Regions from separate parts of the Mus musculus genome. Here region 1 is linked to region 2. Evidence: chromatin contacts called from public Hi-C data. All regions are on one chromosome and are shown on one strand. The core of a region is the stretch at or near the end of the contact, and the rest is flanking DNA. Distances in the headings are between cores, read along the strand shown.

What was found. Hi-C and Micro-C count contacts between places; a contact is called where the count stands out from the background.
Region 1: a contact with region 2 is called in a Hi-C map of uterus, with 3 times the contacts expected there. The contact joins the enhancer-like site here to the promoter of 8430419K02Rik in region 2. A contact is called at or near these places in 10 of 484 Hi-C or Micro-C datasets (3T3-L1-derived adipocytes, LSK cells, adipose-derived mesenchymal stem cells and 4 more), 1 of 115 datasets of contacts at active chromatin or transcription factors (embryonic stem cells) and 1 of 9 other capture datasets (embryonic stem cells).

The regions. Positions count from the first base shown.
Region 1 is chr11:19,117,328-19,123,102 of GRCm38.p6, reverse strand. No RefSeq gene overlaps it. Among named protein-coding and RNA genes, the nearest start is that of 4933406G16Rik, 55 kb to the right of the region's middle. Within about 2 kb of position 2,477, at least 17 of the 459 cell types and tissues checked have an H3K27ac peak or open chromatin away from gene starts, as enhancers often do. A contact at or near this core is called in uterus, where this site is marked.
Region 2 is chr11:18,873,786-18,879,664 of GRCm38.p6, reverse strand. 8430419K02Rik (a long non-coding RNA gene) reads left to right here and starts at 2,055. Exons shown (of 4, transcript XR_003949854.1): 1 at 2,055-5,879.

The DNA.
Region 1 (5,775 bases), core at 1,228-3,727, 240 kb before region 2:
ATTTTCAATTCTAAGTTGATCAAAGATAAATCTAAGAGCAAGACTTATAAAACTCTTAGAAGAAAACACACAGGTAATCTTCATGAATTTGGATTTGGCAATTTATTCTCAGCTACACTCTAAAAGCAGAAGCAAAAAAATATACATATGAGAGCTGGTTGGTAGTGGCCCAGGTCTTTAATCCCAACACTTGGGAGGCAGAGGCAAGTGGATCTCTAAGTTCAAGGTCAGCCTATCTATGAATTTCAAGGATACACAGAGGAACCATGTCTTGAAAAACCAAGGAGAAAGAGAGAGAGAGAGAGAGAGAGAGAGAGAGAGAGAGAGAGAACCACATAAAGCAGCTGATTACACCAGAACTAAGTTTTTTGTGTATCACAGGACATTATCAAAAAGATGGAAAGACACACTGCAATGTGGAAGGAACTCAAAACTACCTGCCTGAGAAGAGTTCCAGCTTCAGGGTGTGTGGGAACTGCTACAACTTAACTACAAAACGGCAGAGCAGAGAATCAAATGAAAAACTCTGACTTGGCAAAACATTTCCCTTCAAAATCATCCATGATGTTCAATCAGCTCATGAGAAGATTGCTAGGCATTTGGGAAATGAGACTGAAAGCTGCCATTTCACACCTACTAACAGCACTAGAAGAATTGTTTTTCATGAAAAGGTAACAAAGCCATGGAGGCTTACACAGAAATGGGAACTCAGATGCACTGGTAACGGGAATATCAAATGATTTAATCACAAAGTTTGGCAGCTCTTCAAAAAGAAACACAGAGAATGGTAACATAACCCAGCAATTCCATTCCTAGAACTTGTAACAGGTGCTCACACAGACATGTTCCCAGATGTCTCATGGCAGAACATCCACAATAGCAAACCCAGATGTCCACTGGTGGCTGTGTGGATAGACAGATGATAGCACATATATGCAAAGGAATTGGCTGAGTGAAATTCTCATTAATGCTCCAGTATAGCCTCAGATGCAATAGGACATGACTTTATTTCTATTAACTATAAAGTAGGTAACAAAACATAAGAGTCTTCAGCGTCTGGGAATAGATTAGTCTTTACATGGGATATGGGGAAGGACAAGTATGGTGAACTGCTTCATGGTATATAGTCTTCTTCTAGAGTCATGAAAAATTTTGGGGGATAAGATACAAGTTGTGGTTGCACAATACTTAAACTTTTAATCATTTTAAAATAAATAATCCCAGCAGTTAACGGTGGTGAATTCCGGCAGTTGATGATGGTACATATCTATAATTCCAGTGAGCAACAGGCCAATGCAGGATCAGAAAACAGACAAGCCAAATCAACCAAACAACCAAATTAGGGTCACCAGGGCTACAGCTAGTGGAGAGCTCACCTAATATCTTTGAAGCCCTGGGTTAAATTCTTAACATTACACAAAATGGATAATGTCATCAAAGTTTTGTTTCACTAAAAACATAATTTAGAATCAACATGAAAAGCCACTAGAGAGAGACAGACAAACAGACTGGGGGCAAGGAGAGAAAAGCAGCATCCGGGGGCGGAGGAGACACGGTCTCAGATCTCAGTGCATAGAGGCAAGAGTTGCTCTCTGATACCCTGGAGAGAGCCAGGTAGTGCCCACAGGACTTCCTCTCTAAGCCACCACCTCCTTGACACTGGTGGTCTTGAAAATGAGAGACACAGGGGCACACATACTAATAATTGCCTTATCCACCAGAGTCTACAGGACTGAGAAAAAGCACCAAGGTTGCAGACTATGGAGCCAAGAGCTGGGTTTTCTTCAATGTAATTTCAACATTGCTGTATTAAAACAATCTTTTTAAAAAGCAAACACATACCCCTAACACTCAGTTTCTGGTATTACAGTGCCCCACCACCCCTCTTCCAGCCTGGTTGCTATAGAAATAGTTCTATAAAGAACTAGGGACTGTAGAAATAGTTCTGCTTGGTAACATGTGCCTTAAGCAATACACAGGCATTTCTGGCTCCAGACCTCGAGGTTCACAACCATTTCCACAGCTGTGTCAGTGCCCAGCATGCTAAGGATGCCGGCTAGGCAGCCTTCCTACTGTTCAGAAAATTTCACTCCTGCGGCTTCTTGGCTGGTTTTGAAGAATCACTGTATGAGGTGAGTGAACTCCTTGGTGTGTTGGTATTTAAACTGTGGTCAGATGGTTAAAACTGAAATGAAAAGAGGGTTTAGTTCATAAAGGAAAGTCATGAACCATCGTCTTTTTTCTAGTCTTCCCTGGCAGGACACAAACACAGATCTGCTGCTTCCCACAATAAAGACGGAGGGCTGAGGACTGTTATAGTAAGGCTGCTGTATTGGGAAAAAACAAAACACAGTAAATGAGAAAGATGCTTAAGATAATGTGGTAACTTTGTTCCAAATAAACATTTGGGTCCTTTCTCTGGGAACCGGGGTTAAAGGGTTGTCAGGCCTTCTCTGGAGCTTTGGCTGACAGTGAACACATGTTCCCTCCCTCTAACTGACTTGCCAGCAGCCAGAGTGCCTCTTGCTTTCTGTAGAGGTTGTCAAAAATGATTTCAGTCTGGGGACGATGAATGATAAAAGAGATTTTCAAAGTTTTTCACTGTAGTACCCGAAGCCCCAGACAGGAAAGATTGTGTTACAATCTGGGTGCAAAGGGCTGTGCTTGCCTGGAAAAACACAGAGTCTCTGTCAACCTGCTTGATGCTTGCTGGTGTCCCAGGGATCTGGAGGACACGGGGCAATAGACTCAATTAAGTGGATGTTCCAGAAAAGTGAGGCGGGGCAGGCACAGCATGTGGAGGGGAACACCCCAAAGCCTCTCCAGCAGCTCTTTCTCCCCCCCCCCCCAACAGGCTACACTTCTGGTTCTGTTTTAGAGGCACTTTCAGGTCCAAGGGCAGGATAGACTTCAGAGCCACATGCAGCAGGAGCAGCATCAGTCATAGGCAAACAATTTCTCATTGACCGCTGTGCTGCATGTAGATTGTACCATTTCCAGGGCAGCACAGGGTTGAGGAATGTTGGCTCTATGTCTTCCCCCTACATTTATGGGCATCCCAAGCCATTCTAGGGGTTTATGGATAGAAAACTCTAAAAGTAAGTTAGACACAGCGGCACACACTTAGAAGCCCAGTATTTAGAAGGCTGAGATAAGAAATAAAATCAGAAGTTTAAGGTCATTCTCAGCTACACAGCGAGTTCAAGGCCAGCTACAATCTACTGAGATCCTGTAAAAAACAGAAAGCATGGCTGGAGGTAGGAGTAACAGAGGAGGAAAGGAGGGGAGAAGCCAGGTGTTGGAACACACCTTTATTTTAAGTAGAGGCAGGTGGATCTCTGAGTTCCCGGCCAGACTGCTCTACAGATCAAGTTAAGACAGCCAAGGCTACACAGAGAAACCCTATCTCTGAGGGGGGGGGGAAGGTGGGGAAGGGAAGGACAAAAAGAAAAGTCAACAGATTTAGTATACTTTTCCTGTGCAGAGAAAAATGAGGTTCACTGTTCTCTGACAGTCCCATTTTCTCAAGAGAGGGAGCAGAAGGGCCAGGCACTTCAGCTTGGGGGCTCCCCAGCTTCCCGCTTCATTATTTCATCCATTCACTTCTGGGAAGCATCCTAAGGAAAACTTAGATAATATCAGCTCAGTGATAAACCAAAGAGTAGGGCACAAAATTATACCCTTCGCTGTACACAGACCGAGGAGAATTCCTCGCAGGGTTACCTTGGCCAAAAGAAGAGCCCAGGAGCAATTTAGTTCACAAGACTGAAGTTTGATTTATCTTCAGCTTTTTAGGAACACATAACTGACATAAATCAAGATGCTGGGTAGAGTTTCCCATAAGAACTTTGTGTTACACTTCTAAGCTGAAAAAGAAACGCCCAGACAAATAGTTTCCTAGAACCTAAGGCTGAAAACATGTTTCCACAGAAGGTTTTTATTATTATCTTCTTAATGATATACATGGATGGACTTAAATCTCTTCCCTCTGCCTGCACAGCCAGATTCCATAATGTTTCCCAAGCAGACACTTGCATTGCTTTCTTGATTATTTCTGACAATGCTTAAAATATTTTCAGCTCAGAGTCTTAGCTCCATGGCAAACATGCCTGCCCCTACAGGAAGATGAAGCTGATAGGTGACAACTGTGTCCAGTAACCCCAAAACCAAGGTGAGGAGACTTGGGCAAGCTGAACTGGTGTTTGTGTCTGATTCTAATTTCTTTCCTAGCTATATAGTGTTATCACTCACAGTTCATCTGACTGTAAGAAGGAAGAAAGTGTGGCGAGCGAATGCCAGGCACTGCCCAACAGGTGTACAGGATGAGTGGGACATGTTTCAAACAATGACCCCAAACCCAATCCTTAGACAGACTGTTGTTTCTAGTGTTCACTGTCTAAACCAATGACATGTGTAGTAACTTGGTGAATATGACAGCTCCAGGGAAGGACAAACTTCCAACCACTAATGTCCTCTTTAAAGTCTGAGCTGATGATCCTATGCCAACATATTTGGCCAATGTCAGAGCATTTTAACTAAGTAGGCTCAATTGACTGTTTTCATCCAATTCTAGTTCATAATCCCTATTCAGGATAGAGTGTGCTGCAGCCTAATGAATGTGGTAATGGAATCCTTGTGTGTGTTTTTCCACAGCAGGGCGCAGATTAGCATAAGTGTCACATTCTGTAGGCTTGCCCGCTCATTTCTCAGGCATTGCTATGCTGGGGATTTTTTCAACTGGATAATAATAAGAGGAGTATGGCCCGCACATGCAGAGCGGACACAGTGTTTTCTGCATTCAGGGTGGAATAGATCTCACCTGGAGGGATGCTATGATAGATTAGCTTTGCACCTTTGCTTTAAGATGCAATATTTCATCCCAAGGACCTTGTAATCTGAGAAAAAGAATTGGATCGAGTTTCATGCAGAGTTTCAGGAAACACTGTCAACTCTGACCATGGGGCTGAGGAATTCTGCACCATTCTCTCAGCTCTTCACACTCATGATGAGTTCAAAGCTCTGGTTGCCAACCAAGATTAGAAATAATGGAGGTTTTGTTCTCAGAGATGCAAATGGGCAGAGGTGGGAGGCTGAAGAAATTAGCCCTGTTTCCCCTTTGCCTCCAGAATCTGCACATAGATGCAAAATGGAGAGTGTGCCTACAGAGAAAATGTTCCCCAGCTCTTTCTTCCTGTGGTCCTTAGCAAATCATGCCTTGACTAAATACAATGAATAGCATTTAGAAGTTTCCTCAAAATACAGCAATTAAGCATTCTAAGGACTTTGCATTTCTAGAAAACTATTACTGACTTTCAGATCCTAAGTTTTACAGTAACCAAGTTATTTGGAATAAATTAATGTCCATCTAAAGATCTGGTACTTATTCAAAATGGAATAATAGCTTTATTTCATATGTTTGTCCACTACTTTCTGCTGTGTTAGAAAATTATATCTCTGACTAAAATAACATTTAGAAATAAAGCTGTTTGCTAGGGCTATATGGCAATCAAACCTGCCATTTAGAGATGGGAATTAAATATTAATCCCATTTTACCTTTATTAATCATCATAACTCGATGCTAAAACTTCATTGAAAAATGTACCCAGCAATGGAATGCCATGAGTGTGTTTGAATTGGTTCCAGCCTGATCTAAGAAGGTTTAAAAAAGCCAGCCCCTCTCCTTTGGTGTTGGGACAGAGGATGGGTGTGCAAGGGATAAGGCCTTGCAAAAGAAACACAAATAAATCAGCCCCTGTCTCCATGTTGAGCTGTCT
Region 2 (5,879 bases), core at 806-3,305:
CTGCCCACAGCAATCCTGTTTTCTATTTGGAAAGAGAAACCAGCTGTGGGTTGGCTCTACTCAGTAATGGTAATGGTGAGTCACTGCCTCACCTGCAGGAGCAGAGGTGTGCACTCTCACCTTTTGTTTATGGGGCCTTGTTTCTGACACGTGGGTGTGCAGAAGAGAGAGGGGGTGGGGGAGGGAGGGAGAAGAGAGAGAGAGAGAGAGAGAGAGAGAGAGAGAGAGAGAGAGAGAGAGAGAGAGAGAGAGAGAGAGAGAGAGAGAGAGAGAGAGAGAGAGAGAGAGAGAACGTGAGAGAGGTTGCAGCCTGGTCTCAGAGCTGTTGCCCACCTCGCCCTGCTCGCCCCCCCAAAGATGGGACTGTTTAACTTTCCTATTTTGGCCCCGAGACAATTCTACGACTGCATAAGAGTCCATATTAGTGAAATCATTTTCTTTGATGGGTGGTTAGTTGCAGTTAACAACCATTTATTTACTTTTAAAAATAATAATAAACTTTATAAACTAACCGTCCTTTTACTTCTGCCTCCCCAGTACAAGCCCGGTGAGTCAGCCTTTATTATCCTGGAGGCTCTAGCCTAGTTGGGGTAGGAGGGGGCGGGGTGGGGAGAAAGCCGGGGAGGGGGGAGGAGGGGGAAAGGAGAGGGTGGTGAAAAGAACAGGGGGAGAGGCTGGGGGTGGAGGGGAAGAGTGAGCGCAAGCAAAGGGGGGCTGGGGAATGTGGAGATTAAAAAGAATCATGATCATTAATGTCTAGGAATTAGAAAAAAATAAAGCAAGCTTTTGTGCCATGGTTTCCCCCCTCGGAGTGAGGATTGTGCGAGCCTTGCTCCTCAGGTCTCTCTGTTCCTGCCCCTGACACCCTCCCGTTTAATTCTGTTTTAGCTTTTCCTCTTGTAAATTTCAGAGCCAGCTTTGAGGTTATTGACGACACTTATCGGAAGGAGGAAAATAATAGAGGTGTGGAGAGTGGTTTTGATGTTTCTTAAAGGACAAAAACAAAACGCCCTCCCCTAAACAGGGCACACAATTATACAGGCTTCTTTTTTGGGGGTGGGGGTGGGGGGGTGGGGGGAGTCCGCTGGCTGAATGAGACTAGTATGACTAAGTTTCTTTTACAAAAAATTTAAAAATGTTACCCGATCATATTTAATCAAATGTAATTATAACACATTCAAAATGAATAATATGCCTTGGAAGTATTTTTATTGTTATTGTTCATTGCACGATGTTCGACTGCTTTAGAAGCACAGGAAAGAAGCAAACGCGCTACAAATGGGGAATTACCCTCGTTTAGCATTAAAATTCATTTAGATAAAATTGCCACAAACATTTAAATGGGAAGATTAGTTCCCCCTCACGCCTTATTGCACTCGCTCAATGGTTCCGTTAAGAACATTTTACACGTTGGAAATTCCGTCTTCTCAGACGGCTTGCTGTTTCCTAGTTACACACATTCAAAGCAAAGGCTGCAGCCACGGCAGCCGCAGCAGCGGCAGCAGGGGGAAAAAGTTTGGCAACTGGTCTGCAATTCATCCGCTGCGCCCCTAGTTTCCCTCCACCCTCCCCAGTTCCCCCCCATTAACAGCCCCCCCCCCCGACTTATGTGTTCGAAGAGCCCGGCCTCGAGGAGCCAAGGTTGGTTGTACAGTATTGACAATATTAAACTACAAAGAAATGGAAAGAAGCCGGTGGGTCCCTCTCTGCGTCTCCCGCTTTTGTACGAGGCTGAGGGTTGAGTGCAAATGTGCCGAGTCGCCCGCACCCCGACCCCAGGGCCGCCGGGCGCGCCGCCGTGGCCCGAGACGTCTCCAGGAAATTCGCCACTGCTCTCGCTAGCGCGGTGGTGGAAACGTGTTAAAGGCTCAGCTTGCAAAGTCCTGGCACCGTCCAGTCCCTCCTGGCCCTCTTCTCGCCCCACCCCTCCCCCCGCCGCTCCCCCCCCCCCCCAGCCCCTCACCCCTGTCCTTTCTTTTGAGCCGCAGGAAAAGAGGAAAGTCGTCTTCTACTGCCACCTTTTGGGGATTTGGAAAAACGACGCAGTAGGAGACCGGAGGGAGGCGGAGCGCGGCAGTGTGTTTTGAGGGGGCGGGGGGGAGGGGGGGGGAAGAAACCCCCTTATGATCATGCGTCGGAACTGGCGCCCTTAATCTGATGCTTAAATATTTGATGTGGAAAAATTACCCATAAAATTAGTTACTAACAATTTCAAATTGAAATCACTTATCGAATTATAAGCGCATTAAAGCTGTATGGATGGTATTAGGAGTTCCTTTGGAGGCTGTCTCCTCTCGGGGAACCCGGCCCACGAGTTTTACCGCGGGGAGAGGCGTGCTAGGTGGAGCCCTGGGGAGACCAAACGACAAGGACAGCAGTTGGGGTGCCGGGTCCTAGCGGGCCTAGAGAAGATGGATCTGGGTATGGGGATCGCATTCCGGGCAGAAGCGCATACTGAGTAACTCCAGGGACAAAGTCCGAACGTTGTGAAAGGGGAAAACTGCTCTTTTACGCTGGAATTCCGAGCCTTCAGTGATGCTTTCAGCTCCCCCTGTGTAGGCGGGAGGGGGGTGTTGGGGGTGGGCTGAGAGGAGTTTTGAGATGTCTCTAATGAGACCGCCGCGGCCGGCTCACCCAGCTCCAGCCGCGTCTCAGACTCCCTTTAGTTTCCCTCTGCACGACATCGGGGCTGGGGCTGGGGCTGGAGCTGGTACGTGGGCGGGTGGGTCTCAGTTGTGATCCCACACTACTCCGAGGTACTCGGGGTCTGCAGAAGAGTCCTATGCTTGCCCCCATCCCCACCTCCGCCATCTGAAAGTCAAAGTTAAGAAGAATTAACTGTCTCGGTAGCCTGGGTGTCCATGAGTTAGCGCAAAAGCATATTCAAAGACTTCTTCGGCTCACTCTGGGCTCCGTCAATTGGAACCCCTCAGAGTGGTTTGTAGTTGCCAGAATGCTTTCACAGGACTTTTCCAGACGGAGCCCCGGCTTCCGAATCCCAGGGCGCTCATGGGAGCATGTCGGTGAGAGCTTGGGCCCTGGAGGCTGCCTTGAACAGTCAGGCTGGGCAAGAGGGTGAGCTTCCAGAGTGTATAGCACTCCGGTAGAATGGAGAAGAATAGTGTCACAGTGTGTTGGGCAGAAGCTCCTTCAAGTTTCCTTAAAAGTCCTAGAAACTTCCCCCACTTTGGATCCCACAGGCCCTCGGCCCTTGGGAAGGCAGTTAAAGCAGAAATTGGTGATATAGGTTCTCAACGGGTGTTTGGACCGTAAGCAGGGAGGTGTGGGTTTGTGTGTGGGGCGCCCAGTTTGAGTCATCATTTTTCCTGGTCTCTTCTGTGCTACCCAGCACCCCCTGGCCCTTTGGCAAACCATACCATCAAGGGTAGACGCAGCATTAGAGGCTAAGAGCTCTCTGGTTGGGGGAAAAGATCTGGGCGGGAGAGTTGGGGGTCTTCCTGGGAGACTGAAGCCAAGAAATAATGGGAAGGGTAGGGTTCTCTTTCACATCGAACCAGCCTCCCGCCGCCCCCCCAAAAAGTTTAAAACATTCTCTTCCAAGGCGGAACTGAAAGAAAACACAAACAATATATTGGGCAATCCGCTAGACGTTTGCGTTGTAGAGTCTTTGCCCTAAAAATGATACCCTAGGGTTTTAATAGGGAGATGGGAGGCACTTTTAGGGGCTTGGTTTAGCTGGTGAAGAAGTAACTCCTGTGCTGCTCACGCGCTCAGTCCACCTCAGGGAATTCCGACTCTGAAACTCTGGATTTAGTTTTAATCCAGTCTTCCTTTGATCAACTGTATAATTCCTAGCCCTGACCACCTCTACCCCACACTGTGTTCATTAGGACCAGTGACTTTATTCTCTGGGAGGAAAACTACTCCCAGGTCCTAGCCCATTAGGAAAGCAGAGAGTAGAGTCACCTGCTTCATACACCTACGGGTCCTCTCCCCGGCGTCGTTTTTCTGGCTTGGCACCCTAGCTTCAGGCAGAGTGTACCGGAGAGTTCAGGATCCCACTGTCTGCTTTCTCTGGGTTGGAGACATGACTGAAAGACAGGATGGCCAACTCTCTGGCTCCCCTTCTCTCCTCCCTTTCTTGCTTTTCTGCCTAGGCCTCCCTCACACCTCAGCACTTTTCTCTTCCACCACCCTAAAAGTGACAGGTTCTCCGAATTCACCTGAAGACCCGAGGCTCTAACCTCTCCCAGTCCCCGCAGGCATTGGGGGTGGGGGTGGGGGTGAGCGGCGAGCGCCGAAATCGCTGCAAAACCCTTCTGCCAACCTCACCCACTTTTCTGGATTTGAGTAGGTGACTGCGCATAGAGATCCCCCTTGAAGACGTTGTTGAGCATGGTCTAGGCTTTCAAAGAGCCGGATTCCTCCCTTTCGGGAGATCGAGGGTCACTGATAACGTCACCTCTAAAAAACCTAGGAAGGCAGCAAAGACCCCAAGTAACCGGCTCCTACCACTGCTGCCTCCCGGCTCAGAGCAGAGACCAGACACTAGCAAAGTCCCTTTTCTGGCAGATCCGTGAGGCGCCACTGTGCCCCTGGAGACTCAGTTTCTTCTGGGGGGTGCGGGGAGGGAGGTGGGTGGGTGGTAAACAGCGTGTGCAAATCAAATCCGATTTTTGAGACGTGCATTTTCAGGTGTTCTAAAATGCGAATGGCAAGGTTTGTGTGCCCGTCTAGTGGGGGTGGACTAAGGGGAGGAGTCTCCCACTGCTTGCTTCAGTCTTTAATGTCTGAAATAACGAAATGTCTGTGTGGCAGCTGCTGCTAGAGCCAAAACTAACTCTTTGGAAGACGGAAAAGAGTGAAAGGCAAAGAAAGACTGTTCATTTTATTTTTTCCTTTGGTGCCTTTTGGGATGTCATCTGTTTCCTTGGCGACTGTGTTCAGCCCCCGGAGCCCCTGGGCTCCAGGATTGTTAGGGGGGGAAGCATGCTATTTCTGCACCGTCATTTATCACTGTCACAGCATAATGATTCCCCTTGCAGCCCCTTATTGATGTTTGTAATTGCATTATCTCATAAAGGAAGATGATCAATGAAACCAAGCCGTGCATTCTGGGGTCAGAGGAAGCCAAAGTACTGTTTGTCCCCTTTAATACAACAAGTACTCATTATCTTTAGGTCTGCATTCGAAAAATGATCTGATCTGGGGCTGACCCTGCCGGACATCCCAACACTTTCTAAAACGCGGTTTGTGTAACCTTTTGCTTAAATGCTAAATCAAGTACCTGTCTTGCATTTCAACGAAAGGAATGCTGAAAGAGAATGAGAAAAGCATCTCTTCCTTTTTTTCCCCCTCTCCGCCTGTATTTTGTTTTGTTTTTCCCCGGGGCGGGAGACGCATGATCTTCCCCAAGACCCGTGAGATTTTCCACTGTAACTCCTAAGAGCTGTACTGTAGGAAAGGCCCCATCAAAAAGGGATCTAATGAATGAGAGGAATTGGGAGTGAAGGGAAGCGAAGCCGCCAGAAGCTTCGAACAAGGTCGGTATAAAAAGTGCAGAATAAAACCACATCCGGTTTAATTAATAAGAGCAATAAACTGAAATAATTCCCCATGATTCTGTGCTTGCTTCTGCCTTTTACAGAGCTACAACTCTCCTCTTTAGATAAATGATGTGTGTGTCTGTTTGATTCTCAACAGTAACCAAATCAGTGGCATACTCTGTTTCCAAACCCACCTACAAACTTTAGCAAATAAAAAAGTTCATTTGTCCATTAAGGCAGTATTTAGTTGAGTAGCAATGTCCCACTAATACTGAATGGAGTACATGTAATCCCATGAAAATCAAGTCATCTCGTTGTACTGGAGTAAATAAAAAAAAATACAAAGGAGAAAAGATCCAAGTGTAATTTCAA